Linked DNA regions of Mus musculus: regions 1, 2, 3, 4 and 5 are each linked to region 6. Evidence: chromatin contacts called from public HiChIP or PLAC-seq and promoter capture Hi-C data. All regions are on one chromosome and are shown on one strand. The core of a region is the stretch at or near the end of the contact, and the rest is flanking DNA. Distances in the headings are between cores, read along the strand shown.

The links. Promoter capture Hi-C pulls out the DNA fragments that hold promoters and counts their contacts. HiChIP or PLAC-seq counts read pairs in DNA pulled down with a chosen protein or histone mark.
Region 1: a contact with region 6 is called in an H3K27ac HiChIP or PLAC-seq map of double positive thymocytes, with 7 times the contacts expected there. The contact joins the enhancer-like site here to the promoter of Ankrd60 in region 6. A contact is called at or near these places in 3 of 39 promoter capture datasets (embryonic stem cells and liver), 7 of 115 datasets of contacts at active chromatin or transcription factors (T-cell acute lymphoblastic leukemia, craniofacial prominence, double positive thymocytes and 4 more) and 4 of 9 other capture datasets (adipose tissue, embryonic stem cells, liver and 1 more).
Region 2: a contact with region 6 is called in a promoter capture Hi-C map of embryonic stem cells, with 5 times the contacts expected there. The contact joins the enhancer-like site here to the promoter of Ankrd60 in region 6. A contact is called at or near these places in 9 of 39 promoter capture datasets (the 3T3-L1 cell line, the HPC-7 cell line, HPC-7-derived erythroid cells and 5 more), 1 of 15 datasets of contacts at CTCF or cohesin (embryonic stem cells), 14 of 484 Hi-C or Micro-C datasets (embryonic fibroblasts, embryonic stem cells, extraembryonic ectoderm and 5 more), 3 of 115 datasets of contacts at active chromatin or transcription factors (differentiating embryonic stem cells, embryonic basal ganglia and neural tube) and 4 of 9 other capture datasets (adipose tissue, embryonic stem cells, liver and 1 more).
Region 3: a contact with region 6 is called in a promoter capture Hi-C map of hematopoietic stem and progenitor cells, with 3 times the contacts expected there. The contact joins the promoter of Zbp1 here to the promoter of Ankrd60 in region 6. A contact is called at or near these places in 15 of 39 promoter capture datasets (the C10 cell line, the HPC-7 cell line, the SN4741 cell line and 11 more), 7 of 484 Hi-C or Micro-C datasets (the F1.1 cell line, bone marrow-derived macrophages, embryonic fibroblasts and 3 more), 15 of 115 datasets of contacts at active chromatin or transcription factors (CD8 T cells, the SCID.adh cell line, craniofacial prominence and 11 more) and 4 of 9 other capture datasets (adipose tissue, liver, macrophages and 1 more).
Region 4: an H3K4me3 HiChIP or PLAC-seq map of neural tube shows a contact between it and region 6, with 6 times the contacts expected there. The contact joins the enhancer-like site here to the promoter of Ankrd60 in region 6. A contact is called at or near these places in 6 of 39 promoter capture datasets (the C10 cell line, HPC-7-derived erythroid cells, cranial neural crest and 2 more), 2 of 15 datasets of contacts at CTCF or cohesin (embryonic stem cells and large pre-B cells), 2 of 484 Hi-C or Micro-C datasets (the G1E-ER4 cell line and cranial neural crest), 13 of 115 datasets of contacts at active chromatin or transcription factors (craniofacial prominence, differentiating embryonic stem cells, embryonic basal ganglia and 10 more) and 4 of 9 other capture datasets (embryonic stem cells, embryonic tail, liver and 1 more).
Region 5: a contact with region 6 is called in an H3K4me3 HiChIP or PLAC-seq map of neural tube, with 7 times the contacts expected there. The contact joins the enhancer-like site here to the promoter of Ankrd60 in region 6. A contact is called at or near these places in 9 of 39 promoter capture datasets (the 3T3-L1 cell line, the HPC-7 cell line, embryonic stem cells and 3 more), 1 of 15 datasets of contacts at CTCF or cohesin (the NIH/3T3 cell line), 6 of 484 Hi-C or Micro-C datasets (bone marrow-derived macrophages, cortical neurons, granulocyte-monocyte progenitors and 2 more), 7 of 115 datasets of contacts at active chromatin or transcription factors (embryonic basal ganglia, embryonic hindbrain, embryonic midbrain and 4 more) and 4 of 9 other capture datasets (adipose tissue, embryonic stem cells, liver and 1 more).

What each region holds. Positions count from the first base shown.
Region 1 is chr2:173,088,354-173,091,302 of GRCm38.p6, forward strand. All of the region lies in intron 2 of Gm40011, which reads left to right. Among named protein-coding and RNA genes, the nearest start is that of Gm40011, 7.0 kb to the left of the region's middle. RefSeq lists an enhancer at 1-514. Within about 2 kb of position 1,313, at least 14 of the 459 cell types and tissues checked have an H3K27ac peak or open chromatin away from gene starts, as enhancers often do. A contact at or near this core is called in T-cell acute lymphoblastic leukemia, double positive thymocytes and regulatory T cells, where this site is marked.
Region 2 is chr2:173,948,759-173,951,539 of GRCm38.p6, forward strand. No RefSeq gene overlaps it. Among named protein-coding and RNA genes, the nearest start is that of Gm30143, 69 kb to the right of the region's middle. Within about 2 kb of position 1,338, at least 18 of the 459 cell types and tissues checked have an H3K27ac peak or open chromatin away from gene starts, as enhancers often do. A contact at or near this core is called in differentiating embryonic stem cells, embryonic stem cells, extraembryonic ectoderm and 1 more, where this site is marked.
Region 3 is chr2:173,217,425-173,220,215 of GRCm38.p6, forward strand. Zbp1 (Z-DNA binding protein 1) reads right to left here and starts at 1,498. Exons shown (of 8, transcript NM_021394.2): 1 at 1,318-1,498. The coding sequence starts at 1,351.
Region 4 is chr2:174,048,834-174,051,691 of GRCm38.p6, forward strand. No RefSeq gene overlaps it. Among named protein-coding and RNA genes, the nearest start is that of Stx16, 27 kb to the right of the region's middle. Within about 2 kb of position 1,383, at least 51 of the 459 cell types and tissues checked have an H3K27ac peak or open chromatin away from gene starts, as enhancers often do. A contact at or near this core is called in embryonic limb bud, embryonic tail and neural tube, where this site is marked.
Region 5 is chr2:174,007,151-174,010,358 of GRCm38.p6, forward strand. No RefSeq gene overlaps it. Among named protein-coding and RNA genes, the nearest start is that of Gm30143, 10 kb to the right of the region's middle. Within about 2 kb of position 1,286, at least 57 of the 459 cell types and tissues checked have an H3K27ac peak or open chromatin away from gene starts, as enhancers often do. A contact at or near this core is called in neural tube, second pharyngeal arch cranial neural crest and uterus, where this site is marked.
Region 6 is chr2:173,576,430-173,579,523 of GRCm38.p6, forward strand. It overlaps Ankrd60 (ankyrin repeat domain 60), which reads right to left and starts at 1,844. Exons shown (of 4, transcript NM_027303.2): 1 at 1,561-1,844. The coding sequence starts at 1,645. It also overlaps the pseudogene Ppp4r1l-ps.

The sequences.
Region 1 (2,949 bases), core at 63-2,562, 490 kb before region 6:
CCCACTCCCAGGTCTACATTACTCCTTTTCACAGTTCAGGCCTTAGAATAGAATCACTGTTTGAGAAATCTTAATCACGTTTGGATTGCTCTGCACGCTTGCAGCCATTAACCAGAAATGATGAGTACAGCAGGCCACCCTCTAAGCTCAGTTGCCTCTAAGAGAAATATTTAAAAAAATTTTTTTTAGATTTATTTTTATTTTATGTGTGTATTTTGCTTGCCTGGGTATCTATTCACTATTCGTGTGCCTGGTGCCTGTGGAAGTCGGAGGAGGGCCTCAGATCCCTCGGAACCGGAGGCAGTTGTGAGCTGCTATGTGGATGCTTGGAATTGAACCTGGGTTCTCTGGAAGAACAGGCAATGCTCTAAACAATGGAGACATCTCTCCAGCCCCCAAGAGAGCTATTTTACCAGAGCTGTTTGTATGACATCTCCTGGCCACAGGAGACTTTTGTGGCACTTTCTGTGGTGTCCAGCACAGCGGGCCTCCTGTTCTGTCCTCTGCTCAGGGTGGAAGCAGAGGCAGGCACACCATTTGAAACACTAGGTTGTGCAGGTTGCAGAGATGATTGGTGGTGACCGTGTTTATGACAGCCATGCCTTGGGAATGTGGGGCGGCTGGTGTGAGCATCTCACACCAGGTACTCACTACAAATCAACTTCTACGAAAGGCTGGGGCGAGGGAGTGTGAGCGGAGATGAGCACCACACTCCAAGTCATTCGCTGTCGTCGGTATGTTTCACTTGCCTTAGAGACAAAACCAGGACCACTGATAGGACCAGCCTGAGGCCTGTCATGGGCATCAGAAGAGATGAGCGTTCATTCGGGAGACCAGACCTAGGAAAAAACCTGTTCTTGCCACTTTCCAAAAGTGAGCCATCATGACATGGATGCCACCAATGGACCTCGATGTCAGCTGTAGAGGTTATCACGATGTAAAGCATGCTTTCTGTTGGTCTCTCTCTCTCTCTCTCTCTCTCTCTCTCTCTCTCTCTCTCTCTCTCTCTCTCTCTCTCTCTCTCTCTCTCTCGTTTTAACGGTCTTTGTAGGAGAATGCTGTCATCAACCTAAGTTACAAGGGGATATACTGTCTCCTGGCAAAACAGGCGTGAGCTGGGGCAGAGGTGAATCTCCAAGTCTCTAAAGGAAGTCCTTCCCAGGTAGCTCCCCTAACCTGCCACCCTCATCAACAAATTCTCCTCGGGTACAACACAAGGTAAGCTGCCAAGATTGAGTCCGGACTTTGTGTGTTTATGGAAGTGCCTTGAATCACCAGTACCAGTGTTTGAGAAGTTGACGCCTGCCCTCTGGTGGGCACTAGATGCACTGCAGCTGTGTTAGAGCCCAGTGCATTGGAATCTGCCACCCTTCAGCAACTGTGTGCTGCGCTCTCCTCCTGGATGGGGTTTGTCATAGAACAGAGTCAACATTCCAGCCAAACTTTGCTGTCCGATCCAAAAGTCTGCTTATAAGGAGATTTTTGACTGCTCTTTAGAGACCTACGAGGCTTGCTTTTTTTTTTTTTTTTTTTTTTTTTTTTTTATTTTGAGACAAGGTCTCATATAGTCCAAGTTGGCTTTGAACTCACTATGTAGCTAAGAATGACTGTGAACTCCCAAGCCTCTTGTCTCCCCAATGCTGGGATTACAAACCCTGCACCACTGCATGCAGTTTATTCTGTGCTGGGATCAAACACAGGGCTTCATGCTAGACAACCACTTTCCTGACTGAGGGACGGCCTCGCCCCAGCCTCTTAGGTTAGCATCCTAAGAACATGTTCTTTCCCTTGCATGCTCTTTAAAAAGGCTTATTTTTATTTCATGTGTGAGTGTTTTGCCTACATGTATGTGTGCGTACACTGTCCCCGGAGGCAAGAAGAGGGCGTCAGATGCCCTGCAACTGGAGTTACTAACAGTTGTGAGCTGCTGTGTGCCTGCTGGGAGCTGGACCTAGGTCCTCTGCATGGGCCAACAGTGCTCTATAACCACTGAGCCACCTCTCCAGCCTCATTTGTTCTTAAACTAAGAGTGTTAAAGTGCTGTGAAGTGCACAGAAGAGCTCCCACTGTGGTACTTCTTCTTTTCAAAAGATCTATTTATTTAATGTATGTCTTCAGACGCACCAGAAGAGGGCATTGGATCGCATTCCAGATGGTTGTAAGCCACCAGGTGGTTGCTGGGAATTGAACTTGGAATCGCTGGAAGAGAAGCCAGTGCTCTTAACCTCTGAGCCACCTCTCCAGCTCCCATGGTACTTCTTTAAAACTACAATGATTTGTGTGCACGTATAGCACTCATGTGTGTCAAGGTATGCATGTGGGCTCAGAGGACAAGTGTCAGGATGGCTTCAGTTCTCTCCTGGGGATTGAACTCAAGTCATTAAGGCTTGGCAGCAAGCACCTTTTACCTGCTGACCCATATTGCTGGCCCCACAATGGCTAAATATACAGTTAGTTTAGAGGTGTTCAGAGTGTCGCACTGTTGAGTAGCCTTCATGGCCTTTCTAAGTCTTCATGCTGAATAACGGTTCAATGGGTGTTGCAATGTCCTCATTAAACGCTATTCCTCTGTGCTCCCGCCCCTGCTGCCCTCTGTTCTCCTGTCCTTCCCAAGGATGCTGACTCCCCTGGGAGCTCCCACCACACCGCCCAGCAGAGCTCAGTGTTCACCTAGGCTGGAGAGCACTTGCTCTTTCAGGGCTGCATAGTGAGCCGTTGCACATATGGTCCACATTCTATTTTTCTCCTCGCCCACTGATGGGGTCTTGCTTCAGTGTGGGCATACACGACTCTCTCAGAAACCCCAGTCCCAGTTTGGTTGGGAGCCCAGCAGCGAGCTGTGGAACCACGTTGGCATTTCACTTGAATGTTCTGGGGAAATGTGCCTTCCCAAAACACCGCCTAGATGTTTCCACCCACAGAACACAGGGCACCAGGTCCTCTGAATTT
Region 2 (2,781 bases), core at 88-2,587, 370 kb after region 6:
GCTCGGTTTGGTGGTTGCGGTCAGAGTCCCTAGGTTAAATGGGAGGGGAGGCCCTTGGTCCTGTGGAGGGTTGATGCCCCAAAGTAGGAGGATGCTGGAGCAGGGGGAAGCACCCTCATAGAGGCAAAGGGGAGGGGGGAGAGGGCAGATAGAATGGGGAGGGTTGTGGAGGGGTAACCGGGAAAGGGGACATCATTCGCGATGTAAACAAATGGAATGATTAATACAAAAAATAATTTTAAAAAACAAAAACAAAAACAACAGTAGCTTATCCTGAGAAGGGAAGCAATGTGAACTGGGGATCACAGCTGAGGCTGCTGGCCCCATATCCAGGGGTCCAAGAGTTGTAAACTGACAGTCTGTAGTGTAGAGATGGTGAGGTGAAAAAGAGGAGGTTGGGGTAGGCAGGATCACTCTGGGGCTCTGAGTCTCATTTTGAAGGTCTTTTATGCTAACTCCTCCCAACTTTGGAAGCTAAAAATGTTGGAATATTGTGCCAATTAGGGGCTGGGTGGAGACCCTGAAGGTTTCAAGGAGGCAATGTTGTCATGGCTCCAGCTAACCCTAACTACAGAGCGAGCATAGCTTCTGTTGCCCCAAGGGCTGTCCGGACAGTGAGCACATGGACCACAAAGCTATAATGTCTGCTGTCACAAAGGGGAGAGCCCTACTTGGCCTGGCCATTTTTTCTCCTTTTGGGTAGATGGTGGGTCTGGATAGTCCTGCGATCCAGGGTGGGGAGCCTCAGAGCTGGTGACCACCTAGTCTTTTCTCCAGGGAATCAGATTCTTTCTAAGAACATGTCCAGCTCCATCAGTTTCATGGGAGGAAGAGTCACTCCAAGGGCTTCATCCAGCCTCTCTGTGTCCTGCTGAGTGCCTTCCTGTCACACCTGGCAACTCAACTCAGGGAAGACATCAGTTGTGCAAATCTCATGTGCCAGGACCTGTGCCACAGACAGGGGAGGGCTATAGGCATGGGTCCAGGCACCATGAAGTGTAACCAACCAAGAGAAAGCAATGGACAAGTGTAGAAACGAAAGACTCAAATGAAACTGTCAGAGCTCAGAGGTGGCTGTGCAGCCTCTAGAGGAAGTCACAGGACTCTCTGCAGAGGACGGGGGGGGGGGGACGGGGGGGGGGACGGGGGGGGACGGGGGGGGACGGGACGGGACGGGACGGGACGAGACGAGACGGGACACGGGACACAGGATCTGCAGGGCTGGAGGGATGTGGTCATGGAAGGAGGGAGGTGACATGGGGATGAGGGTGGGAGTGGGATGTGGAGGGAGCCCCGAAGAGCCCCCAGAGGGTCTGTGTAGCCTGGCTTCCTCCCTGGATGAGGGAGGGGGAGGGGCAGCCCAGCAGGTTTCTCCCTCCTGAGTCTTTGGATCTCCTGTTTTTGTGTTCTGAAGCTGTTGAAAAGGTTGGAGAGACTCTGCTTTGAAATGCAAGATGACTTCTCCAGGAAAAATGATCAGATTCCTCCCAACCTCTTGTTCCCAGCAGAAGAGGTGGTATTTTATCATTTCAGCATTGTATCACCGCCACAGCTAAAACCATCTGAAAGCTTGCCAGGGTAACAAAGGGAAGGTAAAGTGCGATGACTCAGTATTGAGTCGTGAAAGGCTCCCAAAAGCAAGAGAGCGGCTTTTCCCTCCCCCAACACCTGGGCTTGGAAACAAAGACAGACTAGTCCCAGTCATCCCCTCCCAGAATCCTGTCTAGTCCCCATTTAGCAGAATTTCAGCTGCCCAGCCTCATACTTGATGAGTCTCCATTAGCTTCTCTGTTTGCTGGGGACAGTCGCCCACATAAAAACTCTGTAATAAGGGATACTGTGCTGAGTTAAGAAGGCGCTGAATTATAGAGGTTGAGCAGAATGCATTTGTCATGGTAGGAATCCTCAGGGCTCGCATGCTAATGAGCCCTTCTTGAGCAGGTTGTAATGTGCAGTGTTTCTCAAACTCGAGTGGGAGTGTTTTAAAATACACCTCTCGTAAGATTGTGAGATGATGGTTCTGTGGAACTCAGTCTGCGTTACAGTGACTCAATTTAACATTTATTAAAATATTATCAGGAATAACTTTACAAGATGACAGTGAATTAAACTCCTGTCATTCACTCAACAATCCACATACACTCTTCTGCAACCAACTCTCTATCCATCCACCCTGGCACCACACATCTACCCACACAAACAGCCAACTATCCCTCCTCCCTATATCCATGCATTTATTCATCCTCATCCATCTACTGATCTATCCATTATGTCTTCCACTCCATCTATCCACATGTGTATCCAGGATATCCATCTGCCCACGTAGGTACCCATCTACCCACATGTGTATCCATCTATCAACATGTGTATCCACATACCCATATATGTATCCATCTACCCACATGTATATCCACTTACTTACATGGGTACATATCTACCCATATGTGTATTCATCTAGCCACATGTGAATATATTATGTCCATCTACCCCATATGTATACATATCCCCACATGTGTATACATCTTTACCCACATGCATATCATTCTACCCATCTGTGTATTAATCTACACACATATATATCCATCTACTCACATGTGTATTCATCGATCCACATGTATATCCAACTATACATAAGTGTATCCATCTTCCCACGTGTGTATCCATATAACATATGTATTCAGCTATCCACATGTCTATCTTTCTATGCACCTGTATATCCATCTACCCACATGTGTATCCATCCACTGTCATGTGTACCCATCTACCCACATGTGCATCCAT
Region 3 (2,791 bases), core at 248-2,747, 360 kb before region 6:
CTGATACAGCAGGAGTCCTGAAAACCCAGCTCAGCTCTTTAACCCAGCCTCAATGTCATCTTCCAGATGCCTGCCTGCCAACTCCAGAAGGCTTCCTCCCAGAGCCCTCCACCCCTGCTAGCTACCCAGCCTCCTCCTCCGTGTCTAACCCTGAGGATCCCCAAGTTCCACCTCATGTCCCTTCCAGCACGTCTGTCTGCTTATCCATGAGTCTGCCTCTACCTTTCTTTCTTTCCTCTTGTGACAAAGTCTAGCTCAGGCTAGCCTGGAACTCATAGCAATCCTCCTGCTTCAGCCACAGCCCCACCCCAGGGTGGGGCTGGGGGTGGGGGTGGAGGAGGAGGAGGGTGTTGGGGGAAGGATTATAGCACTGAGCATCTATTCCTGACTTGGCTTTGCCTTGCCTTGTAAAACCTTTGCTGGGGAGTGTGCCCTGTAGTGGCCTCTCCTTCATTCCTTTCTCCCACTGGCCCCTAGGGACACACAAGGCAGGCCAAGCCTTCTCCAAAGGGTGAACTTGAAGGACTGGTTGCAGGGTCTGAAAGTGGGACTTTGGAAAGCAGAAGGCTGCAGGTGACAGGCTGGAAAGGTTAGCAGTGAAAGGAAACCATGGGAACCAGGTGACCTTAGTTCTGGTCTTTGCTTGGCTCCTCCCTGATAGCTTTTGAGCAACCACTTCTAGTATGTTGAAATAAGAAATGATTTTCAGCTGGGCGTGGTGGCGCACGCCTTTAATCCCAGCTCTTGGAAGGCAGAGGCAGGCGGATTTCTGAGTTCGAGGCCAGTCTAGTCTACAGAGTGAGTTCCAAGACAGCCAGGGCTACACAGAAAAACCCTGTCTCGAAAAAACCAAACCAAACAAAAGCAAACAAACAAAAAACAAAAATGAAGTGCTTTTCAAAAGATGAAGAAGAAAAGCAGTGAACTAAATCCTGCCCACAGCATGGCAGCCTCACACAGCCCTGCACCCCGCAGCCTCCCATAGCCCAGAAGCCCCTAGACAGGGTATGTAGTCTCAGCAAGGGTTCAAATAGGGCAGGAGAAGAGCTTGAATGTAAAATCAAAGTCACATCTCCTTATCAAAGCAAAGTCCTCTCTTGAAATGACAGTTCGGAGCCCGAGGGCTGTCACAGGCCTTGGTGACCTCATCAATGAGGTAAGGTGACATGAAGGATCTGGGGCACAGGATCCTTGAAGCAAGCTGACTTCCCTGTGGTGACCTCAGAATCCTGTTGCTGTCTGGGCCAAGGAAAGAGCTAGGAGCCTTAGAAACATCAGCTGGGACCCACGCGAGGTGAAGGAAGAGGTTTAGCTTACCTCCTGTGCTCAAGTCAACAGGAGCTTCTGCCATGCTCACAGCAGCCTTGGGGCTCCTTTAGGGCAGGGGGTGGCAGTTTCTGGCACTGTGGTCAGGCCTGGGGCTCTGAATCCACAGGCAAGAATGGCTGCTTGGACCTGCAGGCACCAGCTGTTACCATCCCGGAAACAAATACCCATCTGGCTCCATCCCCTCCCCGCCCTCCAGCTTTTCAAAGAAAGAGAAAATGAAACTTTGGTGTGGTTCTCGGAAAGAAAGGGTGTCGAAATCGAAATTGAAATCGGGGTGGGTGAGCAAGCTGGAGTTGGATGACTGTGTGACAGAGAAGAGAGGAGTCTTGGCCTCTGGGGTGGAGACTGGTCTCCCACCGGGAGAGCTCTATCTGAAGAGAACTCTGTGAAAGCCCTGTGAGGAGGAAGATAGATCTAGGAAAAGGCACCTACTGTGCCTCCCCCACATGCCCACAGGCAGGTGTAGTACCATCTACTCACATACCTTCTAGAAAAAGAGCCCCTTTTCTCACTTTCATAAATTCTCAGTGACCCGTGAACAGCTCAGACACTTCTCTGTTCCATATTACGTAAGAGGGGATCGGGGCTCACAGAGATGGCCTTGTGTCCACCACTCAGCTCACAATAATCCCAGAATCTGGGTCCCGGCTACAGGGTGGAGGTGGGGTGAGTGCAGAGGCCATGATCTTGGGACCTCTGTACCTGTCTGGTGTGCAGGTCACTGGTGCACAGGGCAAGACAGCAGCAGTCGTTGGAGACTAGAAGGAGGTGATGTGCCTGGAGGATGTCTGCCAAGCAAGCAGGAGGTGGCAGGTCCCCAGTCAGCTTCACCTTACAGAACCTGAAAGGGTCACCAAGGGACCAAGACCAGGCCAGGTCTACACAGCTTAGGATGGGCCTGTGCATGGGAAAATATTAACATTTCCAAGTGATTTTTTTATGACTTCCAGGGAGGAAAAACAGTGCCTGCAGAGCCAGCCAAGGAAAACAGAAACCGCACTGCCTGTTGCCACCCAAAATAAATAAAGTCGCTTTTAAATGAACTCTCAGCTGGCCCCATTGAGGGACACTGCCCAGGTTCCCTAGAGGCGCCATTTGAAAACTGACCACTAGGTGGCGCATGCTCACCAACCGCCTCTTGCCCAGGGGGTCTTGCTTGGTCCCTAACCAAGGTGGCTCCAGACTTAGCAGGGCTTCAGGACATGCCCTCCTCACTCCTTTCTTCAGCATTTTCCTCTTCCCTTCCCTTCCCTTCCCTTCCCTTCCCTTCCCTTCCCTTCCCTTCCCTTCCCTTCCCTTCCCTTCCTTACATTAGCTGACCTGCCTGGAAGGAGTCAGAGCCTCCTAGGTCAGTGACTCTCAACCATCCTAACTCTGCACGTCGTTGTGATCCCCACCATAGAAATGATTTTCATCAACACTTTGTAACCATAATTTTGCTATTGTTATGAAACATAATGTA
Region 4 (2,858 bases), core at 133-2,632, 470 kb after region 6:
TAGAGGGCATGGTGTCAATGAGAGGAGCTGCAGGGCGCTGCTACCCAGTGAGCGTGTGGACCTGGTGATATCCTACAGACACCTCATCTGGGAGGCCATGCTTATCACTTCCCTTTGGATACGTCTACTTCAGAGGCCAGGGTTCTGAGCCTGGGCTCCATCACACTAGCAAGGGCAATGGCAGGAGCCTCTGCAAGAAGCAGCCTTATCAATGGTGACAGTGGGACAAGCTTGTGGCTGCTCTGGGTCTTGCTGCTGGGAACACCCAACTCACAGAAGTGGTGAAGCCCATCCTATCCAAGGATGCCTGGGTCTCTGGAAGTTTTGCCTCCTCATAAATTCCTCCAGCTTTCTGTCCTGATGATATTGTATGCTGGAGGAACTCATGAGATATTGTTTCTCCCAAGAACTCAAGCAATGGTGAAATATTTGATGATATAGTTTCCATAAGATCAACAAATAACTGTCAGCCTCTTTGGAGCCAAGGCTGCCTTCCTTGAGAATCAACATACGGAACTTGTTTATAATTTGAAATAAAACAGACTCCCCAGCCCCCTTCTTCTCTTGCCTCTGTTTCCCGCTAGCTAGGACCCTGCCCTGTAAATGCATGAGTGTTTTTGCCTCCAAGCTTCTGTCACTGTTTAAACTGGAAATTGTTATCTACTCCCTTGGCTTGACCATGCTCCCACAGCCTCTCAGCAGCCTCTGTTGCTGCTTACCTCATCCTCCTGTACCTCTGGACCTCTGAGCAAGTGATCTATGCTGTCTCCTCCCAAGCATCTGCCCTCTCCTGCTCTAGAGAGTACTGAGAAAAATCCAAAGGAGTCTCATTGCAACAAGAACTCCCAGGGTGGGAGGGGCTTTGCCTGTACAGTCTCATCTGCCCACAGCTGGTGCTCTGTGCTTGCCCTTGCAGGGGTGGGGGTGGGGAATTCACCTCTCACCCTCCGTGTGTGCTATTTGTATGCATGCCTTCCACAGCCCCATTTAGAGGGGGAGGAAACTGAGAGAATAGGTGTCACGCCCCTAGCTTAGTGGTGTGGCTCTGTAGGACCTGTCACCAATTCTGTCCCCAAAGCCTGGCTTTTAACACCATGGGAACATCCTAGCAAAATCCCCCAATAGCCATTTAAGAAGGACTGGGCTCAGGGCATGCTTTAACTACCCTGAGGGCTATGTTTGTTCAGATGTTAGATTTTTCACAGGGGTTCAAGTTTCTTAGTTCTGAGCAATAAAAGAGGGGGGAGGGGAAAGAAAGAGAGAGAAGACACCACATGTAAGTCCAGCCTCCAACCTAATGCACTTCTCTCTGGGCCTCTCCCAGCTCCTGAAGCCCCCTCCCCAGCTGTGACATCACCATTCAGCCCCCGCAGATGACAGCCCTGTGATCCATCACCAGCCATCTGCTTTCCTGCTGCTGGGGACAGGAGAGCCTGGAGCTGGCCCCACTGGGCTGGGAGGCAGCTGCACCTGCCCATCATAGCTCACGAAGGGCTGTTTGCATTTGTTCGTGTTGGTCCCCACCCCCACCCCCTCCAGCCCCCCACTATCTCAAGATGTGACATCTTCCCATCCAGGCCTGGAGTTTCTAGCCAGTCAGACAGCCTCCCTTGCTCACAGAGACTCGGCCATGAGATTGAGATCTGATGAGATAAAGCCTTGGGCATCTGTGAATCAGTTCATGGTTCAGGCCATGATGAAAGGGGCTGTTTATGCTCAATAGATACCCGGAGCAAATTGAAACCAGGACCCAAGAGCTTCAGAGAAGTATCTCTGCTTCAGCCTCTTGAAAAATTAGGGCAAAGTCTAAACACTTGTCAGTCTTATCACTTCCTTGAGAAGGATGATTTTGTAATGTGGCATGAAGCCATTTGCCAAGAGAGAGATACCCCAGTTGCTTTGGGGGCTGAAGGCCAGCATCTTCATCCTCTGGGTCTATAACATAAACACTGAATTCCAGCCCCACGTTAGAGAGAGAAGTTGATAAGAGGTTTAAGGAGGTAGAAAGGAAATGAATAGCGAGTTTTTGCTGCCTCTTATTTCCTAAAGGGGGGGGGGGGGAGAAGTAAGCAAAGAGCAACCAATGAAGCATCAGATGTTCCTTAAAAAAAAAAAATTAAAAGGCTCTTTTCTGTCTCTACCTTGGGACAATGACCTCCCCAGACAGCAGCCCCACAGGCCCCTTCAAAAGGGCACAATTACCCCCGTGGCGTCTGTCGGTTCTGCTTGACTTGGAGAAATGGCTCCCTCCTCGGAGTTCCTAAAACATTTATCATCCCAGCCATTCCCTGGGCAATTAATCAGGTGCTGCCTTGACTATCAGCGAACGTTGTATCGAGCGCTATTTAACCCTTATCAGCACTGGGGCTCTCGACAGCTTGTCTTTCGGACTCAACCGGAGCTTCTAGAAGGCCGGGCAAAAGGTCCACCCCTCTCTATGTCCGGTGCTCACTCCCTGAAGATGGTTAGTCTTACCACCAAGGGAGGGTCTGTCTGTCCCTGGATAGAGGGCATTTGCATTTGCATTCAGGATGCTTAGCTGGGGACTGAGACTCTCAGTGCTCACAAAAGGGCCATCTGCACTGGATTCCTTATGAATACTGTTACTGGCTTGTTTGAACATGACTGAGTATCTGTGTTGATTGTTTGGATTTTTAAAAAGATTTATTCTATTTTAGGAGAAGAAAGAGAGAGAGAGAGAACACAAAAGTGGGGTACCCCAGAACCCAGAAAAAGGTATCTCTTTGAACTGGACTTACAAGCATTTGTGAGCTACGTGGCATGGGTTTTAGGGACCTAACTCGAGTTCTCTGCAAGAGTAACAAACCCTCCTAATCGTTGTTCCATCTCTCCAGTCC
Region 5 (3,208 bases), core at 36-2,535, 430 kb after region 6:
TCTAGTTCTAAGATGTGTTTGGGGGTGTATGGCACACACAGAAGAGGGAATGGAGAACCTGGGTCAAAAACAGTCTGCTGTGAGAGCCCCCAAATAGCCATGCAGCTGAGAGAGCCCCCAAATAGCCATGCAGCTGAGATCTAGGAAGAGGGCTGTAGAGGCTGTAGACCAATTGGCACTGATTAACAAAGTCAGCTGAGGAGGAAGGAAGTCTTGCATATATCCTTGAGAGAAAGCTCTCTCTGTGTGTGTGTGTGTGTGTGTGTGTGTGTGTGTGTGTGTGTGTGTGTGTGTTTGTATGTGTATGTTTGTGTGTGTGTGTGTGTGTGCTTGTATGTGTATGTTTGTGTATGTATGTGTATGTGTGTGTTTGCGTGTGTGTATGGGGGGGGGTCATCCTTATAACCAAGCACATACCTAGGGAGGGGCTAGAAGATTCACTTCTTACCTCATCTTCTAATTTGCCCTTCTGTACTAACAGGATAGACCTAGACATATGATCACCCAGAATAAAGGCCCAGCTTACCTTGCAGCTACATGGGGTGGTATGTAGATTTGGGCCATAGTGGTAGGAAACACAATGTGAGCAGGAGAAGTGGCAAGAGCCCTCATGTTCCTTTATTCCCTCTGCAATGGTAGGGCTCGGAGCAGCCATTTTGTATGGTGAACTAGAAGCCTGCATTGGCTACAGAAGAGTGAAGTGATGGTGTTGGTTGGGGTTGGGGTGGGCAGGGAACAGGGTCTCTGAAGACTATGTAGATGGCACAGCTGCCTGCGAAGTGAGAACCATGATTCCCGTGTTACTAAGACCTTGCTGACTTTGGGTAGGTTGTAACAGCCAAATCTGTAATGTGAGAAACCCATAAAGCCCTTGACATAAACATACACCCTAAATAAAGACAGTGTTGCTATGTATGAAACACCACTTGGAAATCCTGTGGCCTTCTCCTGCCAGCAGGCAGCACCATCACACACACACACACACACACACACCCTGCACACAGACATACATGAAGAGCTCTTTTCCCACTGTACCAGGCTCCTGCTTCCATCAGGGCTGGGACGGAAGAGGGACTGACCGAGGGAAAAATGGCAGAACTCATTTAGAGGAGAGTGGAGATTGCTAGCCCTTCAAAGCCTCCAACCTTCACCTCTGCCTCCTTCTTCCTCACAGATGGGACCAATATGTAAGGAACCCCAGGTCAGTCCCCATGAGAGGGGCCACTGACAGCAAGAGCCTGGAAAAGACTGCAGATAGGCATACCAGGATGTCAGCAGAATAATTCACGAGGCTCCTCTGGCCCCTGTGGAGAGGGCGTGGGGCGGGGCTGCCTCTCAATGATCTCAGCCTCCCTCCCAGCCTTTCCCAGAAAATCACAGGAGCGCTGCCAGCGAGGGGCCTGCGGCCGAGGCCCCTCCAATGCAATCAGCCGTAATAACTTAATAGCCTGAAGTTGGGGGCTCCTTCTGCAGCCCAGCTCCTTCGCCCTCAGCAGCCTTGCTCATCTGAGGAGCCTCCCTCCCAGCCTGCCCTCCCCATGCCAATTAGTTCCCTCTCTCAGGGATGTGTCTGCGGCCTGCCTCTCTGCTTCACTCACACTAGTATCCTAGCGCAGACTAGAATGCTAACATAGGAAAGGTTATGCTAACCCACATCCAGTTGTACCCAGAGCAATGAGAGAAGGTGCCTCAGTGAGCCAGGAAGGCCGCCACCGGGGAGGGGATTCAATATGCAGTATTTCATGTTGGATTAAGTGTACTGTGCAGTTGAACACAGGGGCTGGAGCTGGGAAACAAATGTTCAGATGTCTTCGTGGGTGACCTCCAAGCTTCCACGGGCCCCTCACTCCTCTCATAATTCAAACTTGTTGGCTTGGAGATGCAGCTTGGAATTCTATGATCTGTTCACAGCTCTCCCCAGCAGCCAGGGTTCCGCTCTGGAGCCCGCACACTGACACATTGGGAATGGAAGCCCACGTTTCCATTTGGCCGGGCAGAGAACCATGTCTGAGCTCATCTTCCCAGGAGCTCTGTCTCCTAGCAAGGGGAGGAGGGGAAGGGATCTGCCCCGTGTCAAGCACATAAAGACCATTACTTTAGAGAGAGCTTGCTCTTCAGGGGACAAGGGTCTTTCTTTTTCTATGCATGTTTCTCTCCTCCCCCCCCCCAATCCTGTCTGTCTTTCTCAGGCTCACTTACTCTCTCTCTCTTGTACATATGTGTATGTGTGCATATGTGTATATTGTGTATATATGTGTATATATATAATGTGTTTGTTTGTGTTTTATAGGCCAGAGAACAACCTTGGGTACCATCTTCAGAAACAGGGTCTCAGGCTGGAGCTTAACCAGAAACCAGTTAAGCTAGACTGATGGCCAGTAAGCCCCGCCCCCCCCCCATACCCTCCTGCCTTCACCTCCCCAGCACTGAAGTTACAACTGTGTACTATCATGCCTGGCACTTTACAAACAGAACCACCCTCCCAGCCCAAAGAGATCGCCCAGCCTTTGGCAGCCTACATACACATTCATTCATTCATTCATTCATTCAAACAACAAAGTCTCTGATCAACTCTGTCTAATGGAATTCTTAGAAGCATTTAAAACTTATATTCGGAAATAAAAGTCTGTGCCCCAACCCAGGCATGGAGACCCTCCTCATAGACCCCAGCATCCCAAACCCAGGAGATATGCTGGAAGTGACAGAAGCCATTTCTGAACTTGGGGCTTCTGTTTTGTTCTTTGTGTGACCTCTCTCACAGGCTCACTCTGATGAAACCGAGAGGCCCAAGTGGTAAGGAGTGGCTGTCTGTCAATAGACCCTCCAGGGTCTTTCTCCTCTTTCCTCTTCCCTGACCCAAGGGTTTAGGATGAGGCCTGAGAACGCCCCCTGACCAACAGGTCTTGGGGTGACCTATTGGGGACTGTTCTGAGCACCCTGTCTCTAGGCAGTCTGGTCCCCTATTCAATGTCCCAGCAGGACATGAGCGGTGATGAAGAGGTCGTTTCTCCTGTGCTGTGTCTTGCCCTCAGTTCTCACAGCTGGCCCTGTCCTTCTTTGTCAAGCAGGAAAAACAAGCAGATGACCTAGTTCTTGCCCTGAGAGCTCAGAGCCTGCTGTGCCTCCTGGGAAGCCAGCAGTCAGGAGAAAGCTAGGCAGAACCCCAGGCTAAAGCTTCAACAGTCAATGGGGCCCAGCTGGGTGCAGA
Region 6 (3,094 bases), core at 594-3,093:
GGCTTGTTTTGGTTTGGGGTGGGTCCTAAGGTAGGTAAAGGATTGAAGTTTCAGTGTCCTCGTGTAAATGCAGCTGCTATAGGATTTGGGGTTCTGAAGTAGTGAGAGCTAGTCTGAAGATTTTGGGGTTCAGTCTTGGGTAGGTATATCCTGGATTTGGGGGTACCAAGTGGGAAGTATTTGTTTTACTTTTGATATCCTTATGAGTGAGTGGGTGGGGTACTTGGGTTCCTAAGAGACTGATGGCTAGCCTAGATACTTGAGGTTCAAACCTGGGTTCATGTTTGTTCTGGGCTTGGGGTTCCAGGATAAGCAAGGTTCATTTTGAGTTTTAGTATCTCTGTATGCAGAGTTAAGTGAGCAGGCATTTGGGGAGCTGCAGTAGTGGTTAGCCTGAGAGATTTGGGGGTTTAACCTTGAGTAGCTGTGTTCTGGGCTTGGGGTTGTAGGATTGGCAGGTTTTGTTTTGAATTTTAACACCCTTGAGAGAATATACAGTTGGTATGAGTTGGGGGGCGGTGTTGGTAGCGGTTGGTGTGGGAATGAGATCTGGGCACTCAGCTTTATTCTGGGTTTGGGGTTCCAGGAGGGGAAAGTTTGATCTGAGTTCTAGCATCTCTATGTAGACACAGTTGATGGAATCTTGGGGTCACCTAAAATAGATCTGGTCATGCTTGGCCTGGATTTGGGGTTTCCTAAGGTGGGTAGGATTTTGTTTAGTATCTCTGGATAGCCAGTGGGGATGGAGGACATGGGTTCCCGAGGCAGTGGTCATTAGCCTAGAAACCAAGTTCAGTCTTGGTCGACTTTGTCCTGGGTCTTGAGGGTCCCAGGTCCAGATGGCTTCTTCTGTGTTTGTGCAGACATGTATGGACACGGTTGGTTTGAGTTTTAGGGTTGGGGCTCTGAGCTAGTTATTTTCAGCTTGGAGATTTGGGGTTCAATCTTAGGCAGATGTCCTCTGCCTTTGGGGACCTGAGGCCAACAAGGTTTGTCCCAGCTTCTGAAATGCTCGCATAGACAGGCTAACTAGAGAATTTGGTATCCACCACTTAGGGTTTGGTTTGGATCCAGGTTCTCATGGGGGGAAAGGCCTGTCCTCGATTTGGTAGTGGTAGGGTCTACTAAGACCTAGTTTTGTTTCAAGAGTGAAGTCTTAGGTAGACATGGTTGTCTTGGGGGCCTGGGCTCCCTAAGGAAGACAAGAGGCTGCCCAGAAGGTCTTGTGGTTTTGAGAGTTGAGGTTCTGAGCAGCCTGGACTTGCTCAAGGTTGGCAGACCACAGCCTGCGACAGACACAATGCTTGTGAATGAGGTTCACCTATATATTTGGGGTTAATAAGACACCCACCCATGTGCTTGGAGTTAGGAGCCCTTGAGTGGCCAGCGCTCCAAGGGGCCGTTCTAGATGGGGCTCGAGTGGTTGGGTTTGACTTGGTCACCTTGGATTCTCTGGCAGTTACGAGTGTCATGGGGACCCAGGGCAGGAGTGGGCCGGGGGGGGGGGCCATTGAGTGGGAGGAGCTCATGGGGTGCGGGAAGGGGTCGGGCAGGGGCCACCTCGGTCCAGGAAATGCAGCCGCTGCAGGTTGAAGGGGATGCCGACCATCAGGTCCAGCTCTTCTTTGAGCTCCCGCACTGTCATGTCGTTGCGGCAGTTGGCCACGCGGAACAGCTCCCCAGTCTCCTCCAGCTTCACCCGCAGGACATAGACGTCAGGAGTCAAGTCTGGCGACACGGTGGAGGCAAGCGGGTCCCCTGTGTGCCCCCTAACCTGTGCGCGGGCCCTGCTGGAGGGCTGAGTGTGGCGCGCGCCCGCCTTGGGGTCGTCCCCCTGCCGTTTCGGCGGACGCGCGCCCGCCCCCGCCACGTCTGCCGCCCTCCGCATGGCCCGCGTCATCCCGCGCGTCATCGCCGCCCCCGCCTGGGGCCCCCGGGACAGGAGAGGGGCGCCCGCGCTTCCGGAGACTGCTCCCCCCCCCCCCCCCCAGCCTCCTCCGCGGTCCTCGCCAGCCTGCTAGCCCTGTGGGGAACCTCTTGTCTGTTCAGGGCAGTCTGCATGGTTAGGGAGAAACGCTGGGTCCACAGTTTCTAAGGTGGTCGACAGGCTTGCTGCCGTGTGCTTTTAGGAACATAGCAATCCAAGCTAACCTGGGCCACGCTGGAACAGGCAGAGGCTTGGGTGGAAATGGCATCAAACCCGTGTGCCCTGACGTTGTGACATCCTCGGAGGGAGAAAAGTATGGAACACATCTGATGGGAAGGCTAGGCTTAAACCTTTTCAGGGGAAGCTCAAACCGCAGGGTTGGGAGGGTGTAGGCCCTCAAATACCACCAGACCCAAAGCAAGGCCTTTAGGGGCTAGAGGAAGCACCATGGAACGGGCAGGGAGCCAGAACGCCCTTCAAAAACTCTGTTGTTACCACGAACAAAATAGAAGCTTGAAAAATAGTTTGTATAGCAGTTACACAAATTTGGTCTAAGGCATGGTGGTCCAGGCCACCCACTCACTTGGGGGCAGAGGCACATGCAGTTCAAGGTGACATAAAGGGACGGTGGTTTAATCCTTTTATATCAGAGAGGCTCATTCTAAATGATGGATAATTATAATGTGTACAGTGAACAGGCTGGGGTCTTACAGTCTTTCTTTTTTTTTTTTTTCTTTTTTCTTTTTCTGCAGTACTGAGTATTGATCCCAAGGCTCCACCCAGGAACAGAACTCCCCCCCCCCCCCCCAGCAGCTGTCTTGTAGCCACAGTCTTGATAGGAGGCTGGTCTTGTCATAAGTGAACAATTTCATTTCAGTACCTAGATTCTACCTCAGAACACTAAATAGTTATTTTTATCTTTATTATTTGTCTTTTGTTTGTGGGATTTTTTTGTTTTGTTTTGTTTTGTTTTGTTTTGTTTTGTTTTTTGAGACAGGGTTTCTCTGTGTAGCCCTGAGTGCCCTGGAACTCACTCTGTAGACCAGGTTGACCTCAAAATCAGAGATCTGCCTGCCTCTGCTTCCCGAGTGCTCTGATTAAAGGCGTGTGTCATGACTGCCTGGTGTTTTTGCTCTTCTTTCTAGAAAATTATGCTCTATAAAGGAT